Regions from separate parts of the Mus musculus genome. Here region 2 is linked to region 1. A link is a contact called in public HiChIP or PLAC-seq data. All regions are on one chromosome and are shown on one strand. Each heading gives the region's core, a stretch centred on a gene start, on an enhancer-like site or on the middle of the called end of the contact. The rest is flanking DNA. Distances are from core to core; before and after follow the strand shown.

Region 1 (7,389 bases), core at 1,780-4,279:
GACTCACACAGTGTTCTTTGCTAGTTTACCCGTTATATCTGCTTTAAGATGACTCTAAACTTAACAGTTGAGATTCCTCTTGTAAACAGCCAATGTCTGGGAATTCTGCTTTGATATGCAATTTTAAATGATCTAAAATTAAAATAAAAAATGTGTTGCGGGACCTCTAGAGCTCTGCCTTGTACTGTCCCTCCCCTGACCTACGGAGAACCTCCTTGGCGCCCTTCCTTCTGACTGAGGAGGAGGATGCACTCTGAGGTCTGTAGCACCTCAGCCTCCTCAGCCGTGGTGGGAGCTGTTTGAGCCGCCCACTGCCCGCTCAGCCACACGAAGTATCTGATCTGTTTTGTAGCTGAGAGATGCTAAACTGGGGCTTTCCATAGATGTGTCCAACAGCTTCCCATTCCTGATAGGGTGGCCTCAGAAACACTCCGTTTTATCTTCATTTTAATGCACAATAAACTGCTCCTTAAGTTATCCTGGGTAGGATTTTTCCTTCATAAACAAAGTATGCACCCAAAATGCCTCAAAGTGTTTTTAATAGACATAAGCAAGCAGTCCCTGCAGTTTGCTGATGAACTCCTTGTACAAATGCTGCCCAGCACATTGGAGGGCCGCTTTAAGGCACGAGATTCTGTGATCAGAATTGAAGCTCAACTATGACTATGTTCACATTAATACACAATTTTAACCATTCAAAATATATTTCTAGTTTTGATGAAGTCCTTTAAATTTCCTTTCATAAAAAGATTAGTAATACATAGTATATTGAACACTGTAATAAAATTATTTTCAAGAAAATACAGAAGTGGAAATACAAATTTCCTAAATTTGTATACTTTGTAGTACCACAAAGCAGGTCTGAGTTCAGTATTAAATAAATAGAAATTCTCTTCTAATAAAAAAAACCTTTTACAACAGTTTTCCTAAGGAAATACATTCATAGGATTTTACATTCTATTGTACAACAATGACAAGAACAAGAGGGTCCTCAACTATGAGATGTGGCCACTGTGTCATTTAAGCACAGGAAGTGGGGTTTTGTGAATGAGGCTTTCTTGTCAAGACTCTGATTCCATATGGCTATGCCCAATGGTGTGGTTCACACGCTCAAAGGACATGGCCTGTGCACAGCTAAAATATGGACAGAGTGTCAAAGAGTTCCACAGATTGATCACCCAGCTGCTAGCTTTGGTATCTCTGGGTACTGGTGCAAGGTGACAGTTGCCGAAGCCTGTCTCATCACATTTGGCTTCTAATTCTGCAGTGGGAATTGGACCCCATGTCCAGCAGATCAGGTGAGGTGTTAAGGCAGTGTCCTGGCACAGGAAGGTATGAGAAACTTGTCTGCAGAGCAGGGGCTGAGAGATGCCTCGCAGAACACCCCTGGTACAGTAGCCAGGTACACCGTGCCTAGGAGGTACTCTAAATGGCAGCTCCAAATAATCTGGTGAAATTCCGGATCCCAGCATTGTATGGTGGCTGGACTTCAGAAATGGACAAATGCTTCAGGGCTGTGGAAGTCAGGTGCTGAGCATCTCCCTGATGGCCGAGTCTGAGCTAGCCAGTCAACAGCATACTGACAGGTTCCGTTGGGGAACGGCACTCTGAAGCACAATGCAGTATGTTGAGCGAACTTGCTTTGTTTTCATTCACTTCTCTCAGCTCTCTTCCTATCCATGAATCAACTGCAGCATTAATATAAGTTGATGGACCTTCCTGGGACTCCTCTGAAGGTGACTGTCAGCCTTGTTCCTGAGACATGGTATTTAGTTTCCTGAGCAGAAACCTGAGTGCTTTGTTTCAGAAGTCTCCAGGAAGTCCTTAAGTCCACCTTTAGACTCATCTCGATCTCCCTTAAGTGATACCCTGTGGTACAGGCCAAGTTTCCAGTGAGTTGGAAGCAAAACTCAGGTGACTCTTCAATACTGGACTTCTGAGGAAAAGTGATAAGGGATGATGGCCCAGCCTCTTACCCCTACAGAGGGCCAATGTTCTAAGGCAGAGTCCCTGAAGATCTGGGGGCAGAACAAATTGCCCAGAGAGTGGGTTCCTACATTCCCCTACTCTTGAGTGATGTAGAGCCCCTCTATGCCCCAGGTCTTCCCTGCCTTTGATTGATACCAGAGAGCTGGCTATAATTTTGACCAAGGTTTCTAGTGAACCACTACTAGCGCCCTAGCTCAGCCTGCCTGGCCATCTGCAGTGTTCCCAACTTAGGCATAGCTCAGGCCAGACACCTTGTTTGTGATGGCAAGGACCAGGCTGGGAGGGGCCAGGCAGGGAAAGTCTGAGCTAGAAGAGCCAAATATTTCTGCAGTTAATCACAAGGTCTAGGGCAGTCTGGAGAACTAACTTGGAAGGGGGTCAGATAGGGCCTCGGGGTGTATATTTCTGGGGATGCATAGGACCTGCTACCTATTTAGAATGAGGTTGATCTGGGCAGTGCCACTTCTACACATCTTAATTTTTGAGACCTTCTTTTGTACCAGCAGTGATTTAAGTCCACCACAAGCCGCTCAGGGATCTTCCTCCTCCTCAGAGTAAGGGTGGCAAACACTAACAAGGGCTCTAGCCTCAGGGTAGGGGTGGGGAGGCAGCACCACAGAGCCCTAGGATCTGAACCAGGGCAAGAAGATGGCAGGAGGCAGTGTGGTATCCTGGGGACACCAGATGGATTCTTCCTAGGGCTAGGCTATGCATTAAGACTCCCAGGGTGCATTGGACCCTAAGAACACTAGCTGGTTGGGGAGGGGCCACTGAAGGAGACCCTCTGAGCTGGGCCCCTGGCCAGGCAGCAATTACAGTGGCGTCTCTTCTTGCTCCAGAGCGTGCAGTGGCAGTTCTATAGAGCCCGGAAGAGAAGCGAGTTTTAGCAGAGCTGGTCGTCGGCGCGGGCGAGGCCTTTGGAATGAGCGCCTACTGTGTACCCGGCGTGCAGCTGCCGACCGAGCATGTGCACTGGGTGGGGCCCGGTGCTCTGGCTCTGTCCCGGGATCACCAGAGGCAAAAGTGACAGTCGAGGTGCGCTCAGATGGGGCGGGGCTTGGGGCGCGTGGGTGGGCGAGCCCTGCGGGGAGCAAAGACTGCTGGGAAGCAGCAGATGGCTGACGAGACAAGCGTCCAGTAAGCGATGTGCCAGAGCCCGTGTCACCTGTGGGAAAACAGGAGTGTGAGTGGCTCTCAGTCCAGATCAACACTGACCTCCAGAAGCCTGTACTCAGTCCAAGATTCCCTTCCCCCTGAGTTTGCTGTTCCTCCATGGCTTGCCCAAAATTAGGTGCCTGACCATGGAAAGGGTACCTCAGGCTCAAGTGCAAAGAAAGACCCCTAACCTTCCACACCAAATGGGGGCATTTTCTGCTGTGCACTACTGCAGAGTTAGGAGGAGTTCCAGCCGGTGTCTCTGAACCTTCCTAGGCAGCTATGCACTGAGCAGATCTGGCTCACTCCCCATATTCTGACACTTTCAAACCCTGCCATTGATAGCAGCCCCCTCCACAAGGGGTAGCAGTGCCACACCCATCCCTGGGTACTACTGCTCTACCCTAAAAACCTATCACAAGCCTCAAGGCACATAAGGCTCTTTCAAAGAGCCAGATCTTTAATTCCAGCACTCAGGAGGCAAAGGCAGCCTGGTTTTCATAGCTAAGTTCCAGCAGCCAGAGCTGCTCAGGGAAACCCTGTCGAAAAGGGTGGAAGCGGGGGCAAGCCGAGAGACAGAAGCAAAGAGCAGGTGGAAGAGCTCTGTGGACAAGCAGGTTCTAAGAAATATACAGCTGGACAGATGACCAAGACAGGGTTTGCAGAGTGAAGACAGCTGCTGCAAAGTCTGAAAAAGTGCAGGTACACCTGACGGCAACAGCTGGGAAGAAAGAACGCGTTAGAGGAGGAAAGCAGTTACATGTGTGTGGACTCGGGGGCAGCCGGTTGGAGCTGTTCCTCGTGGCCATCAGCCTGCAGGAAGGAATCCACGGATTTGTTGCTGAGGCGGAATGGTGTCAGGCGGCGGAAGTTGCTGGGAGAGTTTGGAATCTGAACACGGGCCCTCTGGGAGGGCACCACGGTCTCCCCAGGGGACAGCCAGGGTGGCACCCTGGATAGGATGCTTGGGTCCAGATCCTCATCAGGGGAGAACACGGGATTATCAATTCCTAAGAGAAAGGGCAGCTGGTCAACCTCAAAGAAATACGTGCTCTCAGGGGAACTAGGAGGCTGGGTGGATTGGCTCTGTACTGGGTGACTATGTCAACTTCTCTTGGGGCTACCACCTTCAGGGTAACCTTGACAGTCAAACTTATAAATCTAACCCTCATCCCACACCTTCCCTCCACATTTGAGACCCAAAAATCCTAGACAGTTTCAACAACACCTCCCTTCTCTCAGGTCTGGCCTGTTCTTCCAGATATGCTTGCCATCTGCCCTGGGAAGACATCTAGGTAGAAGAGGTTATACCTCCAAGATTGATACTAAGCCTCCTCAAGCCTAGCTCCTCCTTCAATGACCAAGCTTGCTTAGGGCAGCAGGGATATCTCCCGCATTGGTCTCTCCCATCTTACCTGCCCCAGAGTCAGAGGCTACATCCTGGGTGACACTGGCCAGAAACTCAATGCCTCCACTGATCTCTTCATAGTTGGTGGCCTCCTCATGCTCTGAAAGTTCCAAATCTAGGTAGCAGAGGAAAAAGAATACTTTGAGTAAGAATGACTCAAGTTCTTGATGGCTGCTATACACTCTCCCCTCCTATCACACACACCCCCTTCCCCCGCTCCATGGGTGGTTTTTCACAGCACTTGGGTAGCCTAGGGTTCAAGGGTCTGGAGCCAGTTGTGCAAAGGTCTGAACTACTCCTACAGTGCTTCCTTTTGTGACCCCAGCTATATTTGATCTTTGGGAAGGTCTGTTGGATAGGAATGGCTGGGACCCCAAGACCTACAGTGAAAGGGATGGATGAAGAAAAACCACTTATCTTTTAAAGGTATGTGTGTATATGTATGTGTGTGTGTGCTCATGCACATGCATGCTCGTGAGTGTGTTTAGTACCCATGAGGGCCAGAAGAGGGCATTGGATTCCCTGGAACTGGAGTCGCAGGTGGCTTAAGTTGCCTTATGTGAGTGCTAGGAACTGAACTTGAGTCCTCTGGAAGAGCAGTAACCATTCTTAAACACTATGGGATGTCTTTCCATCCCATAGTGGGAGTGCTGCTGCAGGAATATGGGAGAAGAGCACTAAGAGTGTCTGGCCTAGTGGTATTCCCACTCCCACCCACCAAGGGATGCATAGAGGTCCAAGATCAGAATCCCCGGGTACAGCCACAGGTCCGGGAGTCCCTCCTGAATCAAGCACTTACAGAGGAACAGTTCTTACCTTTCTCCTTGATGGTGTAGTTGTGTGCCAGGTTCTCCATAGGCAGTTTCCCATTAGGAATGCTGCTATTCCTCTGTGGACAAGTATGAGCTCTTACAGATGTACCCACATCCAGGCCCCTAACTTGCAGGAATTTGGTCTCTGCTCTGGTGAAAGTCTGTTCACCTGGCAGCTTGCCTGGCCAGCAGGACCACAGAGAGTCCCCTGACCCTTCCTGGTAGCCCACCCTACAACCACTGACCCCACCTTCCCTCACCCGCTTCTGTGCGCGCTCCCTCTTGTACAGCTTGGCCGCCTTCTTATTCTGGTTGATGCCTAGCTTAGCTGACTTAAAGGACTCCAGGCGCTTCCTCATGGTTCTGTGAAAGATTTCCTTGTCCTGCTTTTCATCCTCATTGGGTGTTAGCTCGTGCCGACTATAGAGATGCTTGTACTGTGGGAACAACTGGCAGTCAGTTGGGCCTATATGGCCCAGGCAGGTCACAGGATCTCCAGCTCATCCCTGTGGACCCCTTGTCTGAGAAGAAGGCAGACACTGCTGTAGGTGTGTGACTGGGTTTCACCAGCCATCCCTGTGGACCCCTTGTCTGAGAAGAAGGCAGACACTGCTGTAAGTGTGTGACTGGGTTTCACTAGCCATCCCTGTGGACCCCTTGTCTGAGAAGAAGGCAGACACTGCTGTAGGTGTGTGGCTGGGTTTCACCAGCCACATCACATGAGGGGATGACAAAGGCTTACCCTGTGGGATAGGAGGGCTCTGGGTGTCTCATCTCATGGTACCCACCTCCTGCCGAGGCTTGTACAGGTACTGTTGCAGTGTGTGGTGGGTGACCATGTCCTCGGTGTCACGGATGCTCCTCCGCCTCTGTTCCAAGGACTGCATGTCCAGGCATACAGCACTGACATTTTCCCTCCTGCAGGAACCAACACTGAGCCCAGGGGAGCAGCTACACAGAAGTCACCTGCCCTGCTTAGGTACTTCATAGTCCCTTCCTGCCTCAGGACTGCTTGGATGGTTTCCCAGAATACCTTCTAGATTTCTGTGTAAAGTTGAACCCCAGTGCCACCAGTCCCCCTCTACAGCCCAACTATGACTCCTGAGGCCCACAGCCTCTCATAAGTGCTAGAATAGCCACCATCATAAAAACTGACAATTAGCTGCTCAGGGCTAAAGGACATGAACTTCTAAACACGCCAGGCATCTGCTGCTAACCCTTCCTGCCTTTTTCCTTCTCTCTAATCTCAGTGCTTCACAGTCCTGCTGACTGCTGAATAAAGGTGTGCTTTCACAGATGGGGATGCAGGCATCTTTCTGTACCCTTCTCCTATCCTGGTCAACTTATACTTTCCTTACTCAGTTGCCTTAGGCCCTGTAGGAGGAACTAGTAGGCTTAATGGTCATAAGAGAGATGCTTTTTAGGGGTACACTTTACCAGGGGAGTTTATGAACTGGTCACATACAAGAAATATGAGACAGACGCCTCCACAGTAGATGGGCGGGGTGTGTTGAAGTCCACATTGACCATATTGTCCGTACTTGGGGAGCGAATGAAGGCCAGGGACCCACGGCGCTCTCCCTACAAGGAGAACATAGACTCATTAGCACTCAAGGATGTCCCTTAGGTGGCACCTGCCATGTCGAAAGATCCTGTGACCAAGCTGAAGGGCCTGTGGACTCGGGCAGGCAGAGATGAAGCTCAAGGAAGATCAGCCTTCCTGGGACCCCGTGCAATGTCCCTAGACACTTTGCAGCTCAACGAGGGCCAAGATACAGAGTAAGAGCTGGAGTTGGGTCCAAGCAAAAGTCATCAAAGTCTCACTTGAGAGGAGTAGAGCTAAAGGTTGAGCAGAAAAAACAAACAAACAAACAAAAAACAAAAAACAGTAGGTAAAAACAGAATCTCTTAAAGGACACAAAAATATCTAGGGTATACCACCCCAGCTTGAAGGTTGGGGAGGTAATTTTTGTCCCCATCAGAGTCTCTGAGTGGCAATGGTCATGGGGTCATATGGTGCTTAAT
Region 2 (7,389 bases), core at 1,462-3,961, 46 kb after region 1:
TGTTCCAGGATCCATGTCTTATTTCCTAGCTGGGTTAAAACTGGCTGAAAAAAGTATGACCTCCTAATCATAAGGATGGGCTGGGAGTTAAAAAATAATCAGAAGAAAACATGAATTCCATCAGCATAAGACCTTCCCATCCTCTCCTGGAAGGCAGTTCCTGTACAACTTGAGGATGAAGTAGTGTGGACAGTCCTAAACATTTTTAAAGTACTCAGGGGTTTAATGAGTGAGAACCATGTCCTTTTATGGGAGCCGTGGAGATGTTAGGTATACTACCCAAATTTGCACACACATCAGCTATGTGCCCACAGAGCTATTCGTGAGAGTCTGTGATGGGGCATATGAGGCTGATTGTACAGGGAGGGAGTCTGAGAGGGGTCTGCAGAACAGACCAAGGTAAGAGGATCTGAGTAAACCCAGAGTTCACAGCTGAGGGAAGAGCTGTAAGGTAAAGGCTGGGTACCAGAGTCTCTGCCACCAAGAGAGTGGTTCTTAAAGCCAGCCAGGGTAGAGCTGAACCTGCCGATTGCTTCTCTACCTTTCCGTTTCTATAGTGAGCATTTGGGGAAGATAATGGGTTCCTGGTGTGGTCGGATTAGAGTAAATCCGCTTCAAGAGCTAACACCGGTGAAGATTTGATGCAGCTCCTTATTGTTGGGGCTGAACGGAGTGGAACTGAGCAACAGCGACACTGGTCCTTGAAGGAGAGGGTCTTGTGAACAGATAGAGTCTGAAGGGTGGGAAGGTGTCTGTTGTGATGCCTGAAGCAGATATACTTGAAGATCTCCTGGATAAGGGACCCCAGTGCCAGACTCTTCGCTGAACATGCTGGTAACGTGCAGTACAGTGCATGGAGTGGACCAACAAGGGCCAACCCCTGTAGGTTTAAGCAGGAAAGGATGTTGGGGAACAAAGCAGGGATCGACTGGGAGTATTTGGATCAGTGAGAGCCAGACTCAGCCAGGAAGTTTTGGGAACCGGGAAGGATCATCTCTATACTTTCTAGAAGTTGGGAATGGGGTTGAGTTGAATAATAGGGAATATCTGGGCCCACCAAAAATATTTAAGTCAGAGAGGCCCTTCTGCAGAGTTGCCTGTCCACTGGTGATCCTCTTGACTAATATTGGAGAGAGTTGCTGCTGACTCTGGTGGCCAGGCCTTCTTGGGGCAAGTTCATGGCCCCTGGAGACCTGCAGAGCTATAACCCTAAGGAATCAGGCTTCCCCAGAGTCAGTGTGCTGGCCCAGCCCCAAGCATAGCAGATAGACCTGGCTACTGCTGAGCTGAAATACTAAACTCCAAATCTGTAGTCCAAGGGTACAGAGGGAAGCTCCCAGATAAAACAGAAGGCACACACTCACTTCATAGACTAGAATGCTGCAGTCCATGGACAAGCAGTTGAACCCGGTGAAAGGGCGACCTTGGAACCTCCCTGGCCCTTTCTGAACACGCTGTGTGAAAAAGTCAGTACCATCTAGTTACAGCAACACACAGCACAAACCTTACTGAAAAACGCAGTCAGATAGCAGATGCAAGGAGAGCCTAGTGCCAGATCCACGGGTTAAATGAATGGGAAGAGGAGGCAGCAAGAAATAAATAATAAAAAAAAAAAAAAAAAAAAAAAAAAAAAGCCTTCCCTAACCAGGCACTGTGAGTCTGAGCTCTGTTAACCTTATTCCCTTCACAGCTTTCCCTCCCCTGTCCTGCTAAAGAGGCGTGCTCCCTCCTGGATCTTGGAAGGAAGGAAGGCCTCTTCTGCTTCTTCTATTCCATAACCTTAAAGGAAACGGGCAGGCTAGGAACCTCTGTATCTGTTCTTGCTCTCCCTTGAATAAGGGTCTAACGAATTCCACAGGGACCACATCCTTACCACCACCACAAAGATCGTCTTCAACTTTTTAAGAGGTCTGACCTTCCTCTCACCTTGCCAGGAGCTCCTTCAATCCCGCTTCCCGTTCCACTGAGCCAGCTGAGAGGAGAATCATCTCCCCTCCAGACAAGGGGTCACGAGTTTCTCTGGATTAAGTAATAGTTATTTATTTATTTATTTATTTATTTATTTATTTATTTAACGGCTCCGGACCCAGAGTCCACTCCAGTGCCACGTACAAGTCAGTTCTCTCAGTGCAATACGAAGTCCCAAGGTACCAAGTAGGGTAGCATCTAGAGAAGCATTTGGATAGAACGGGGCCACGAGCATGAGATTGTGGGGGCAGCGCCTGCCCTGTGGGACCGCTGAATTAGCTGGTACACTTCTCAGACTAACAGTGCACCGTGCTCTTGCTGAATGTGCCTCTGCCCCAGAAAGGGATAGAAAATGCAAAGGCAAAGGCAGGTGGTATAGATTTTAAGAGCATGGCTAAGGCTCAGTCATAGGATACTTATGATCCACAAAACCTGGGCCGCTTACCGATTTTGGCCAAGCTGGCCACGAGGATCCAGAGCGCAATGATGTATGGATCCTGGACGTGGTGCCATTTGAAGGTGACCACCTGGAAGCTCCCATCACTGCTCGGTTCCTCCTCAGCCCCCCTCGCGCCTTGCAGGCTGGTCAGCGCCAGGGCCAGCAGCAGCTTCCACCCTGGTCCCAGAGCCCGGTGCCACATCGCTGCTGCTCAGCTCCGGGAGCCAACACGCATACCTTGGTGAGTACCTGCTGCGCTCTCCGTCGCAGCCCTCTGCGCGAGCCCGGAGCTGGCAGCAGTCAGGTCCCCAGGCCCGCCCGGGTGGCCTTTAATCCCGCTGCCTCCTCCCGCGCCAGGGCGGGGCCTTCCCGCCCCCGCTGCGCACACGTGAACGCAAACAGTCCTGCTGCGTTAGAAGCACTCCCGCCTGCCCTGCTCACGCCCGGGCTCTCTGGGTGCTGTGGGCTCCTAAGCCAGCAGCTAGAACCTGTGGATTCGAGGCCGCTCCTCCCCAAGGTCGAGTGACATCTAGCCCACTGGCAGTCGCTTCCTTCCCAGCGGAGCGCAGTGCGAGGTCCGGCATACCATTGTCGATTCTACCCGTTAAATTGGACCTGCTTCTCCTGCCTTGGCCACTTCAGCAACCGGATGGTTTTGCTAGTTGCGGGGTACGCTGCACCCCGTTATATACACTCAGCAAGTCCCCTTTTTATTGAGAACCTGGAGTCCACATCTAAGTAAATTGGGACAGTCAAGAAAGACAGAAAATTAAGGGGACATAGGACAGGAAGAAGCTTCTCATTCCAGAGTAGTCTCAATCCTCTGGCCAAGTGAGAGTCAAGAATTCCATCACAATTAAAAATTGCTATGAACTTTGCATATATACAGTATTCTTTGTGTGTGTGTATTTTTTAAATTTTTTATTAGATATTTTCGTCATTCACATTTCAAATGCTATCCCCCAAATTCCCTATATCCTCCCCCTGCCCTGCTCCCCTACCCACTCACTCCCACTTCTTGGCCCTGGTGTTCCCCTGTACTGGGGCATATAAAGTTTGCTAGACCAAGGGGCCTCTCTTCCCAATGATGGCCGACTAGACCATCTGCTACATATGCAGCTAGAGACACGAGCTCTGGGGGTACTGGTTAGTTCATATTGTTGTTCCACCTATAGGGTTGCAGACCCCTTCAGCTCTTGAGTACTTTCTCTAGCGTCTCCATTGGGGGCCCTGTGATCCATCCAATAGCTGACTGTGAGCATCCACTTCTGTGTTTGCCAGGCATTGGCAAAGCCTCACGGGAGACAGCTATATCAGGGTCCTTTCAGCAAAATCTTGCTGGTGTATGCAATAGTGTCTGTGTTTGGTGGCTGATTAAGGGATGGACCCCTGGGTGACAGTAATCTTTTATATGGAAATATTTTTTTAAAAAAATTTAAATGGCAGCGAACCACGCTTAATGCCTAAGCATATGTGACTTTAATCTCTTTCCCAAATAAAAGCCTGTAGTTTTCTGGGAATCTCACAAATAAACTTTGTTTACAAGAAAACAAAACCAAAAAATTATCATAGCCAGTGTGGTGCTGCATGGCTGTAATATTTGGGAAAGGAAGGGAGGAATTCAAAGCAAGCTTTGGCTGGGTAGCAAATTTAAGGCCAGTTTAGGATACATAAGACCCTGGCTCAAACAAACACAACACAAAGTCACGTCTTAGCCCTTGCAGTCTTTGTGATCCATGGTTTTACCTTATCAGCTACACTCCTCCTTAGTATACCCTAGAACTCAACCTACCATCTCATTTAGGAAAGAAAAAAAAACAAAACAAAACCTTAGCAGCCCTTTAAGATGTAATTTCAGAAGTCACCACTAAAACTGTATACATGGCCACTGTAAAAACACTTCTACCTTCCAAACTTACCTTTCAGCCACGACCCCTGGCAGCTCCTCTTCCAACCACTTAAGCCTTGGAAACCCCTAACTAGACACCCTCCAGATGCCCCTTTTGGACCTCCCATTGGGATACCCAGAGAATAGATCCAGTCCCTCTTCAGACCATAGTCCCTTGCTGATGCACCCTTCCCCTACATGCCCAGGTGGGCAATATCTCGCTCTGAGGCTTCCGGACACCCCTCCCCATGCTCACCACCTAGTCTGCCTAAGATCTTGCTCTAATGTCTAGTGTTGATACTGAGATCCTGACTCTTTGCCAGCTCTGCTCCTCAGCTTAGCTCGCTCATCAGCTACTGGACTGTATATCCTTGGGCTGTCCTGTATGGAATGTCTACTTTGTAAGGGAGGGGCTGTTGCAGTCACATGGCTGACCACCCCCCCCCCCCCCAGGACTTGGAGTAGTGTCTGCTCCACAGTAACATGTATGAAATACAGAACGAGTGACAGGAGACTGATTGGACAAGTGACTGGTGGTTGACTCAGGACAGGCAGGGTTACCTCCTGGCATCTAAGCCCAGAGGTGAGAACTCTCAGGAGGAAGTACTAGACCGAGTAGCTTTATTTTCATCTCGCTGTCTTATGTTGATGGGTGTTGGCTTGCATGGGAGGATGGTAGAGCTGGGTGGTTGAGTGATGAGTGTTGGGGCAGAGGATGGGTGGTTGAACTGAGCCAATCACAGGACCTGGCACAGAACAGAGCATCGTAACTCTTTAATTGGCCATCAGGTTTGCAATCTTGGTGCTTACTTGGGCATCTTGTATGGTGAGTTGCTGGGATTGCTGCCAGTTTATATGGTCAAACTGAACCTGCTCTTTCCAGTCCCAAAGGAAGGCTAGAAGAATGAGAACCGTCTTATTCCTAGTTTAGATGCTCCTGGGAAAAGCCTCAGGTGGGGGGCATACTTTTAGATGCTGCCCTTGTATTCCACAGGAAGGCCAAATCCCATGGCAATAGTGTACTCATGATGTCCGGTGACCCTCCAAAGATTTTATCTATACCTGCCTAACCTGAGGGCCTACAGCCAGGAGTCCACACAATTTAAACGAAGCTGAACAGCATCACAACACACAAATAAGGACCCACAATGACCACTGGTACCATCCTTGGCCATTAACCCGATGTGCCACTCGCCACCACAAGCCACCTAAGGCAATGGAAAGCATGTCTAATGTCGTGAGAGGAAGCCCTTACACTGTCACATGTAAGAGCGAGGTGCCCTCATAACCCACTGCTCACTGCTCAGGTGAGAGCTTGGCCGGGAGGCAGGGGTTGTGGGCACTTGAGAATGAAGGTGAGCATGCCCCTGGGCTTACTAGAAGGCTCCAGCAATGACTGCTCCTACACTCTGGTGACTGAGAACAGTGAAACAGTGGTCATGCACACAAACCATAGCAGAAGCTGTCATGATAGCTATGTGAAGTTGTGTCTCATCAGTGGACTGGGGCCGGGGCACAGGCAGCTCTCCTAGCCTGTTTCTCTTCTGGTTTTAGAAAGCCTGGGCCATCCCCCAGAGCAAGGCACTCACATCTAGAAAACTGTATGAACAGTGACACCTGCGGTGATTGGATAATTGCTGACAACCTCCTCCCTCAGCCTGGCATGTGTAGCCTTCCTGACATCTAGACTTGGAGTTGGAGGGCCCATGATTAAACCAGAAGCTCAAAGATGCTGAGAAGCAGTCCAAAATGAGCTAATGAACCCATGAGCGCCTGACCTTTAAAATTAAGGAGACAAAAGTGGAAAATACCTAGTTTGACACATTACCTTCTGATTATGATCATTTGCGTCATTTGTGAAAGCTTGTGCATAATGTGGCGAATGGTTGCAAATCTGTTTGTTGACAATACATGAAAGACAAAACACTACTTTTCAGCCTAAATTCGAAAAGTTTGAGTTCTTTTTAAACATTGCTCAGGGGTTGCCACCAGCTCTGCTTGGGGAGGAAGGGTTCATTACAGAGCTGCTCCGGCTTGCTTTCTTGGGCTGTGAACTGAAGGTGCCTACTGGGTACCAAGCACTTAGAGTTAGAAGAGATCCACCTGGGACCTCTTCCAGGAACCAAAGCCAAAATCACCACTCAAGGCAGAGCTATTGTTACTTTTTGGGGGAGTGGGTGTTGATAGTATACAATTGCAAATTTCATTTCTCAAAAAAAGAAAAAAAGAACATCATGCTTTTATGTTTGCCTGTTAGTACCTTTGACACTCGCTGGTCAAGCCTGGGCCTTTGCCCAGCCTGGAACTTACATGAGAGTCACTCTGATCTCTCAACCTGTATGCTGCTCCAGCCTGTACTAGCTAGGCCTGGGTCTCACCCTATACAGCAGATGGGCAGGGCACTATCACAGGGGTGTGTGCTATGGCTCTGGATCCTGGGAAACCTTGGAGCTGATCAGGCTAGGCACATCTGACTCTAACACAGCAGCGGCAGAGCTACTACAGGGCAACAGAGTGTTTGTTGTGTTACCAGTTCCGGATGGCTCTCAGTGGGCGGAGCTGAGGCCAGAGGCTGCTCTGGCTCTACTGCATTGCATTCTGAAGTGGGTTACAGGCAGTAGGCTGTGAGGCCTCAGGACCACAACTTTCTCAGCTCCTAGCCCTGCACTGCTCTTCCTGTCTTCATCTTCCATTTGTCACCTGTCACTCACCTACTCCCACTCCATGAGGGTGCATCTCTCCTAGGAAGTCTCCTAGTTCTTGATCACCTCCGAGGGGTTTTTGGCTATTCCTTGCTAGATCCAGTTCCCAGAGGGATTGGGCCACACTTGGTGCCCCACTACAAAGACTATTATTATATACTCCCTCTTTTTCCTCATGGCCCCTGGACTGGGTCTCATATTCAGAGAGACCCTCCCACAGATTCTGCAAAAGCCCCGTGGTGCAGCCAAGACTCTGAGGGCCTTATAGAAAATGATCACATGGGCCTGGAATTCCTATTTCCTAAGCTGAACTCAAGTGTCAGGGTGTCCAACTGTCCCAAGGCAAACCATTATGGGAAAGAACTGGGCTAAAATATTCTGTAGACTGAACT

What was found. HiChIP or PLAC-seq counts read pairs in DNA pulled down with a chosen protein or histone mark.
Region 2: an H3K4me3 HiChIP or PLAC-seq map of intestinal villus epithelium shows a contact between it and region 1, with 2.2 times the contacts expected there. The contact joins the promoter of Slc9a3 here to the enhancer-like site in region 1. A contact is called at or near these places in 2 of 39 promoter capture datasets (the C10 cell line and embryonic stem cells), 1 of 15 datasets of contacts at CTCF or cohesin (the NIH/3T3 cell line), 2 of 484 Hi-C or Micro-C datasets (cerebral cortex and embryonic fibroblasts), 4 of 115 datasets of contacts at active chromatin or transcription factors (embryonic stem cells, intestinal villus epithelium and kidney) and 4 of 9 other capture datasets (adipose tissue, embryonic stem cells, liver and 1 more).

The regions. Positions count from the first base shown.
Region 1 is chr13:74,162,576-74,169,964 of GRCm38.p6, reverse strand. It overlaps Slc9a3 (solute carrier family 9 (sodium/hydrogen exchanger), member 3), which reads right to left. Exons shown (of 16, transcript NM_001081060.2): 11 at 6,830-6,945; 12 at 6,153-6,282; 13 at 5,625-5,801; 14 at 5,369-5,441; 15 at 4,560-4,667; 16 at 524-4,154. The coding sequence ends at 3,901. It overlaps Exoc3 (exocyst complex component 3), which reads left to right. Exons shown (of 13, transcript NM_177333.4): 13 at 1-160. Among named protein-coding and RNA genes, the nearest start is that of Exoc3, 42 kb to the left of the region's middle. Within about 2 kb of position 3,029, at least 167 of the 459 cell types and tissues checked have an H3K27ac peak or open chromatin away from gene starts, as enhancers often do. A contact at or near this core is called in adipose tissue, cerebral cortex, embryonic fibroblasts and 3 more, where this site is marked.
Region 2 is chr13:74,116,735-74,124,123 of GRCm38.p6, reverse strand. Slc9a3 (solute carrier family 9 (sodium/hydrogen exchanger), member 3) reads right to left here and starts at 2,711. Exons shown (of 16, transcript NM_001081060.2): 1 at 2,414-2,711. The coding sequence starts at 2,609. It overlaps Gm41003 (a long non-coding RNA gene), which reads right to left and starts at 2,023. Exons shown (of 3, transcript XR_873672.1): 1 at 1,927-2,023.